2 separate regions of the Mus musculus genome follow, and region 1 is linked to region 2. Evidence: chromatin contacts called from public HiChIP or PLAC-seq data. All regions are on one chromosome and are shown on one strand. Each heading gives the region's core, a stretch centred on a gene start, on an enhancer-like site or on the middle of the called end of the contact. The rest is flanking DNA. Distances are from core to core; before and after follow the strand shown.

Evidence for each region. HiChIP or PLAC-seq counts read pairs in DNA pulled down with a chosen protein or histone mark.
Region 1: a contact with region 2 is called in an H3K4me3 HiChIP or PLAC-seq map of bone marrow-derived macrophages, with 3 times the contacts expected there. The contact joins two enhancer-like sites. A contact is called at or near these places in 2 of 484 Hi-C or Micro-C datasets (cerebral cortex and macrophages) and 1 of 115 datasets of contacts at active chromatin or transcription factors (bone marrow-derived macrophages).

The regions. Positions count from the first base shown.
Region 1 is chr15:40,058,926-40,063,142 of GRCm38.p6, forward strand. The region is part of intron 2 of Gm33251 (predicted gene, 33251); the gene reads left to right. Among named protein-coding and RNA genes, the nearest start is that of Gm33251, 16 kb to the left of the region's middle. Within about 2 kb of position 1,561, at least 2 of the 459 cell types and tissues checked have an H3K27ac peak or open chromatin away from gene starts, as enhancers often do. A contact at or near this core is called in bone marrow-derived macrophages, where this site is marked.
Region 2 is chr15:39,967,233-39,971,055 of GRCm38.p6, forward strand. AU022793 (expressed sequence AU022793) reads left to right here. Exons shown (of 3, transcript NR_045719.1): 3 at 1-283. Among named protein-coding and RNA genes, the nearest start is that of AU022793, 6.5 kb to the left of the region's middle. Within about 2 kb of position 1,354, at least 13 of the 459 cell types and tissues checked have an H3K27ac peak or open chromatin away from gene starts, as enhancers often do. A contact at or near this core is called in bone marrow-derived macrophages, where this site is marked.

The DNA.
Region 1 (4,217 bases), core at 311-2,810, 92 kb after region 2:
TTTCCTACCATACCCATAGACATATCAGATCTTTTTCTTTCATTACTACTGAGTGCTTCACGTATTCTATTGGTAGTTATGACTAATATCAGTTAACACATTACCAGCTACAGTTTTATTTTTAGTATATGAATCTTATAATAACCATTACCTAAAGCTGAAAAGTGCTCCAGATGGGAAAGAAGTTGAGTCTTCGGAAGCCAAGCAGTCAGTTTTCTGTGCTTTTATTTTCTAGCTCCGCTCGATAACTCATAGCTTTAAGAGAGAGGAGGAACCACGGGGGAGCTGTAAGTGTACTGAAGAGCCTTTCTGTGTTAGAGTTGGTTACAACAAGGATAACCTCATGATAGATAGGTGAGCCCTAGGGCAAGTTGCTACCCTTGTCTGTGAGTTCTCAATAGCATTTCCTTCTCAACTTCCACAGTTCCAATAAGATAAACTCCTTACTGAATAAAATGTGCATTTCTGTCTTTTAAAAACTTTTTATTTGATTTTTAAAGGATCTATTTATGTATTTATCTAGATATGGGTAGTTTTCTGCAAGTACATCTACACACAAGTAGACAGATGACATCAGAGTTTTGTGAGCTACCATGTTGGTTCTAGGAATCGAACTCAGGACGTTTGAAAGAGCAATGAGTGCTTTTTAACTACTGAGCCATCTCTCCAGCCCACTCTTCTGCTTTCTATCTTGTATGAACAGAGTGGTTGGTAAAAGATGTTAATTTTCTCTGTGCTTTGAAAGGTTCAGGAATGTGTGTGTGTGTGTGTGTGTGTGTGTGTGTGTGTGTGTGTGTGTGTGTGTGTTTGTGTGTATGTGTGTGTATGGATATACCACAGAGCCTATGCTAAAATGACCTAGGGGACCATCTAATTTGAATATAAGTACCCTGTAGCAGAGTAAAGCTTGAGCTTAAATGAAGACTCTAATATTCAGCTCTGTTCACTGTCTAAAGAGTTCCTTTAAAGAGCTTAATAAAGAGGATCAGTGGGATTCTTCTTGGGTATTAAACGAGTCTTCCAATGCAATATTTAAACGACATAAGTATAACATAGAAAGCCCTTGGATTAATCTTCACTTAAACTACCCATGAGCTCAAGAGGCAAAGGAAAAAATACCCTTGGAAAATTGTGTAGATTTTTTTTTGAGACCCCGTGTCAAATACAAGAAATTGCTAGGTGCTTGATTACTAAGCCCCATGCAGGCTGGTGCTGCTGCTTCTGAGTTATCCCAGGTTAACAGGACGTCCCACTGGGAACCAAAGCTTTAGTCCCTGATTTACCCCTCCCCAGGTTGGGAAGCTGTAATCTCTGGCAGGGTTTGTATCTTGGGGGTCAGCTGAATGTCTGGGGGCAATTGTGTTCTCTGTAGGGGGTTCCCATTGCTGGGGATCCAGAGCTTTTCCGTGCAATGATGTGTTTTCTATTTAATAATGTCTCTTCTGCGAGCACTCACAGTTTATTTTTAACAACTGGTACTAAACCCTGTGTTGTTGGCTTTCATCAGAGTGTGGGCAGTTAGAAGCACAGAGCCATTTTAGAACACAGAGCATTAATTTGGTGTCAGTCATTAGGGGAAGCAGTTGTCACTTCCTTCTTCAGTGCTGCATGACCAGGGCCACTTTAGGTTGTCTGTCTTTGGGCATTCAGTTTTTTTTTTTTTCCCACTACTAAATTTTGTTCTTGAAGAATTCCTTTAAAAATTATAGCATTGTGTTTTGTTTTTCAAAAAAAGACTAACTTGTGCATGCATGCATGGTTAAGTGTGTGTGTGTGTGTGTGTGTGTGTGTGAGAGAGAGAGAGAGAGAGAGAGAGAGAGAGAGAGAGGGAGAGAGAGAATTTTCAAATTATATCGATGAACTTCAAAAAGCTGATGAAGTAGCTGATTTCTGTAAGGTTTGATTAGATAGGTACATGGGTTTTCCATTTGTCCTAAAATATCTTCTTCACTTACAGCTTTGATGTACTCCTTTGAATTAACATTGCCTTTCCCTAGCAGGCTTTTTAAAAATGCAAATCAGGGGCTGAGATGATTTATCAGAATGGTAGCAACTTATAGAAAAGGATGCAAGTGAGCCTGAGCACCCGCTCCCACAGATGCGCATATCTGGAGATGCACTACCGCAGCCACTGAAGGCTGGCCTTCTCGTGCAGCCACCTACATACAGTCTAGCTTCTCAGAAACATGGAGAAACTTGGTCTTTCCTCCAAGTCTGTGTTCTTCTACACAGGGGACACTAGCTCTTTCTTCAATTTTCCTGTTTTGATGGAGCGTTAACAGTCAATTGAGCATTTTTTGATGTCAGTTCTTTGCCTGGTTTTGCAGGAGTTGGGTCTCAAGGTTAAGAGCCCACAAAACCCCTTATTGGCAATGAGACTTTGTCCAGAGGTAAAGGAAGGACAAGGACAGAAGACAGGTTAGTACTCACAAACACATCACAGAGAAGTCTGTTCCCTGGGAGGGGCATTCAGGAAAAGGCTTTGCTGAAATGCAAAATTCAAAATGAATTAAAGACAATAAAATGTTGGCAAGAGAAAATGGTGCTAGGGACAAGTGTTCCAAACAGAAGGAGCAGGGTACACAAAGGCCCCAAAAGTTTGGTCTTGCTTGGGGAGCTGTAATCTTTGTGTTATTCCCTAGAGTTTTGGTTCAGCAGAATGCCATGCCAGCAGCAAAGCTTAAGAGGCACACAGATCACAAGCCACTCAGTTTCATGTTGAAGGTAAAGGGAGGCACCCTTTGAGTGCATCGTGCACAAGTGTGTGCACGGTTGTGTGCTTGTGCGCGTGAAATGTTTCCCTCTCCTTAAAGAGAAAAGGTGACAGGATCAGGTCACTGTGCTTTGGAGAACTCACCAAGGCAGTGTATATCAGTAGTAAGCTAAGGACAATTGCAAAGTGCTGGATGGGTGGGCCTTTATCATTTTCATGTACATAAATGCCGTATGTGCTTGGGACATAAAAGCTAGATGTGTTGACACTTAAACACAGGCTAGCATTGGTTCATATTGGCTTTTTAAAAACTAAGTAAAATAAATGTAAAGATTCATATTTACTGCTCTGTCTGTTACAGACATAAAAATTGAGCAAACAAATTGACTTTTGCCTTGGCATTTAGAAGCCCAAGGCAGAGAATTCTGGTTTGCCCCAAATTTCAAATTTTACAGGATTTATTTTGGGGAATATGTTTGGTAAAGAAAGAGATACTTCTCAGAAATACTGACTTTGTAGAATATACATATATATATATATGTATATAGTCAAATAACCATTTAACATGCATCCATTTATCATTTTTCCCTTCTTTCCTTCCTTCCTTCCTTCCTTCCTTCCTTCCTTCCTTCCTTCCTTCCTTCCTCCCTCCCTCCCTCCCTTCTCTCCCTCCCTCCCTCCCTTCCTTCCTTCCTTCCTTCCTTCCTTCCTTCCTTCCTTCCTTCCTTCCTTCCTTCCTGCCAAATAATGATTTCAATAAATTTTCTGAATACAGAGCAAATGTATAAAATCCAATGTCATTCACATGTATCTTTGCTGAGGGAAGGAAGGAAGGAAGGAAGGAAGGAAGGAAGGAAGGAAGGAAGGAAGGGAAAATGATAAACGGATACATGTCCCTGTAACAGACGGAGCTAGTAAATATGAGCCTTTGTCTTCTTCCCTAAGTGGCCATTCATGTTTTCACTGGATATGACAAGAATACAAGACCTTACCTTAATCATTTGCTTACTCTAGTCATCTCTTGGGTTCTGCTTGTAAAGTTGTTTTTGAAGGATGAGCTAATATCCACTCATGTGAAGCACTTATGTGCTTCTGTTCCCTATATAAGCAGAGTCCCCCAAGATCAGGGCTTCCTCTCAGCCTATTGCTTATGGAAGCATCCATAACGGTCTTTTGACTTCAGCCCACAGGAGACTGGGGCACTCACAAGCATAGCCCACTGGCACTCTTACAGTCTTTGCTGTAAACAATGACATTCATTCTCCCATTCAAGAGCCTCTTATTTCCAACATTCATGATCCAGTTATAGGATGGCTTATTAGCTTGCCATTAGTGTAGGACCTCAGGTTTGTATGATGCTTGAGAATAATTATAATACATACTTAATATCCATCACTCCTCTTGTTTTTCTGATTGCTGTTACTGAGTGCTGTAGGCTGGGTAGATAGATAATAAAGACTTTTGTCTAACTCTTAGTTCTGGGGCCTGATCAGTCAGCCCTAAA
Region 2 (3,823 bases), core at 104-2,603:
GTTGATGTAGGGAGCTGGGGACAGGGAAGGGGCAAAAGATTTGCATTGGGCAGATTAGATCTGAGGTGCCTAAGATGCTGACAAACGGAGATGTCAGGTAATAGAGGGATATGTATGGCAGGTTCTTGGGTCCTTCAGATGTAAATCTGAATGTCATAAAGAATTGGGAACCTGAAATCACGTGGGTGGCTTGGAGAAAATACATGCTCTAAAATCTAGGTCTGAAGTCAGTCATTGAATGGAGGTCAAGCACTGGAGAAGGAAATGATCGTGGAGATTAACAGGGAGTAGCCAGTGAGAGAGAAGGCAAGCCAGGCTAGGCAAGAAGAGTGTGACAAGCAAGAGAAGCACTCTCTATGGGAATCTGGAAGTGTTTGCCTAAGATGAGGGTGGAAGGTGATCTCTGACAGTGCAACATAAGCAGTTGGAGACCCTGACAAAATGGTTTCCAAGGGACAGTGGCAGTAGAAGCCATACTAGTTGGCTGATTGATACTCTATACTCCCCCATTTAAAGTTCATTTGTCTTTTCAAAGATCATGGGCAGCCATATACCAAGAGTATGAAAACATGTGTTTTTACTATTGATCATAATCACAAGAGACTATGACATGGTAGTATTCACCATCTCTACTCTGACCTGACCACAGTGAGTAGTCCTGATGAGGCCATTAACCACTGTGCCCTGGCTCAGGAGCAAACTCTATAAATGACTCAAGTAAATTAGGCGATAATAATAGACAGATGAAAAAAAGTTAGATAGGGACATACAATTCTTAAGAACGGGTTGCATTCTGAGAAATGAATCATTAGGTAGTTTCATTGTGTGAACACAACTTATACAAACCTTTGTGGTAAATGTAAAAAAAATAGTCAATTTTTTTGTAAGTGGGTTAGGAGTATATTCTAAATTAGTGATTAAACAGTTGAGTATAACTAATGCATAAAGCAGTGAAGTAGTCAGTAATAGTGATTCTCAACTGTTACATAGGGTACATAATTCATGTGACTGGTCATGCTCACTACGATGCTGTAAGATCAGCAGATGACAGCAGTTCTTCAGCTGAGTTCTAGTCTTATGACTATGACGTCTGCACACAGTATGGCTATCATGTGATTGCATCTCTGAGCACACAGGTTAGAAGAAGAATGGAAGACGAATGAGGGGCAAGTTCAGAAAATCGTTAGGTCTGTAGCTCAAACATGTTTCTTACTTTTAAACACCAGGCATGTTTCTGCTTTGAACTGGCTTCCCAGGTGACCCAGAATCAACTCAAAATGACCCTGGAAATCATCCTGTGATGAGCCAAATTAGGAACTGTAAAATGATCCTCACTGAGGCCCGTAGACCTCTCCCTTTTCTGTCTGCAAATCATTCTATTAAGCAATGTACGGTTGCCAGTGGCTTCTCTCCGTTCCCGTCAGTTCTTGTGACACTGTTGTCACAGTCTTGGACTTTTCCCATCAACTTTTTATATCCATCCTAGCATTAGCTTTTAAAAGCACTTACCTTCAACATGGAGATTGTTTGGGGTCTTGACAAGAATAGTGTAATGACATGGTGCAAGTGAGACACAGAATGGACCGGGCTGTCTCACACAGTCACCGTAGAACTCAATATGACCCTTGTGGACAGTACAGAGACCACGGGGATTCTGCACTCCAGCTCTGACTTAACTTTTCCCATGTTTGTTTATAATTGAAATTCGACTTTTACCAAAGCACTTCCTTTTTCCAGGGCATGCTGTGTTCTCCCAACACAATCCACTTTGCTGAAGTAGTTCTGTAGGTTTTTATTTTCTTCCTGTATTAAAAGATGAGCTACTTATGTTTAAGAGCAGAGTTTGAATATCCTCTCCTCTACAGATACCCCTAACACCCACTGCAACACTTCTCATCCCACTGGGCTGTCTTCACATTTACTGCTTCAAGCTCCTCTCCTCACCAACCTGCACAGTTCTCACCTCTCTGCTCTCTGCCACTGTAAGTCAGGTAAACACGGTGCACGAAAGCTACACCACAGTCTGAATATTACACTCTCTTGAAATCTCCGTCATCACACAAATTAGTCCATTACCTTTCAATTCAGCTGCGTTCAAGTGTTCAGGATATGGACAACGGAGGAGAGATGATTTGCCAGAATGTGATGTGAATGACCCTTCCTGCTTTTGAGCAGATTTCCTGTTCTTTTTTGAAGCTTCATGAGCCTAGTCTTCATTCCCATTATCACTTTTGCCAGTCCAGTCTTCCACCTTCCCACCAGAATACCGCATTAAAGGACGATTTACCTAATTCCAGGGTTTTGTTAGCCCATAGCTCCAAACTCTTGACATTCATACCATAGACATTTTCAAAAACTTAAGAACCATGCCAACAGGTTTATTATATCAATGACCTTACATGTTGTTTTCAATATTTTTTTTTTCGAGATAGGGTTTCTCTGTGTAGCTCTGGCTGTCCTGGAACTCTGTAGACCAGGCTGGCCTCGAACTCAGAGATCCGCCTGCCTCTGCCTCCCAAGTGCTGGGATTAAAGGCGGCGTGCACCACCATGCTCGGCGAGTGTTTTCAATATTCTATACTGATTGCTTTTTTCATCTCTGTGTGGAAATTCCTGCAAGAAGCAAGAGATTTGTTTTAGATTTTGGTTTGAAGGTATATACAGCCTCATTATACAGCCTATCATGGAGGAGACAACATAGCAGTAGAGGCAGCTTGTGGCTACAGCAGAAGGAGCATGAAGTAGTTACTCACATCTGGGTAAGCCAGGAAGCAGTGACAGAGTAAGAAATGGGGCTGGGCTAGAGACCTCAAGTCCCACCATCAGTCCTCTCAACAAATCCATATTCTCTGCAAAGAGTGTTGCTACTCCTAGCCTTTCCCAGCTTGTGCTGGCCACTGGTCTTTATCAGCTTGTGACTGCAACATTCCTATAAAGACACTTGAGATGGCATTTAAGTCCTGCCTTGATAATTCAGGGTACTCTTTCCTTCTCAAGTAATTTAATTAAATCATATTTACAGCTCCTCTTCTAATCCACAAGAAGACACAAATGTCCATAGATGTTGACTTGGATATATTTGGGGAACATTGGTTTAATCTACATCAAAGCATTCACATGAATCCTGTCACATGACTTGTACACGGCCACGAGTAAGTTGTTAGAGAGGCGACAGAAATCCAGCCCATTGAACTTGAACTTCCAGAGCTTAGAGTCTTATGGGAAAGCTAGATGACAACTCTACAATTGAAGTTCATAATGAGGAGAAATCCAACAGTGCAAAGGGAATCTGCCTTTTATGAATGCCAGGGGAGGGGACAGTAATATGACATTCTAACTGCAGTGACAAGCGGGAATTGGCTGAGGATTCATTAATAGGACAAAGTAGCTACCATACTCAGACTTGAGTTTTCCTTATGCACATTCCACTCTAAGTTTTGGATCTTTTGCTCCTCTTGTACTATCTCGCCCTTTGGACTAACTTGCCAACCCTTTTCATCCTTCAGGTTGACCCCTTTGGAGAAGAGAGATATTCTTCTTTGTTTTAGAACTTCTAAGTCCTTTGTGTTGCCACAGCCCCTTCTACTTTGTTGTTACAACACTTCACATCTGCCCTAACTGCTTGTTTGCTGCTGTCCTGTTTACTCTCAAGTCCTGGTTAGCACCTGGACTATTCATCATTGCAGTCTTGGTTTCCTGCATTTGAGTGGAACATCTGGCACAGGGTTGATACCAATGAGGACATGTGAGTAAGCAACAAAATGGAGAAGCTGAAATCTCCAATGGAGTGAAATTCATTTCCTACTGAACTTTTATTAAATATG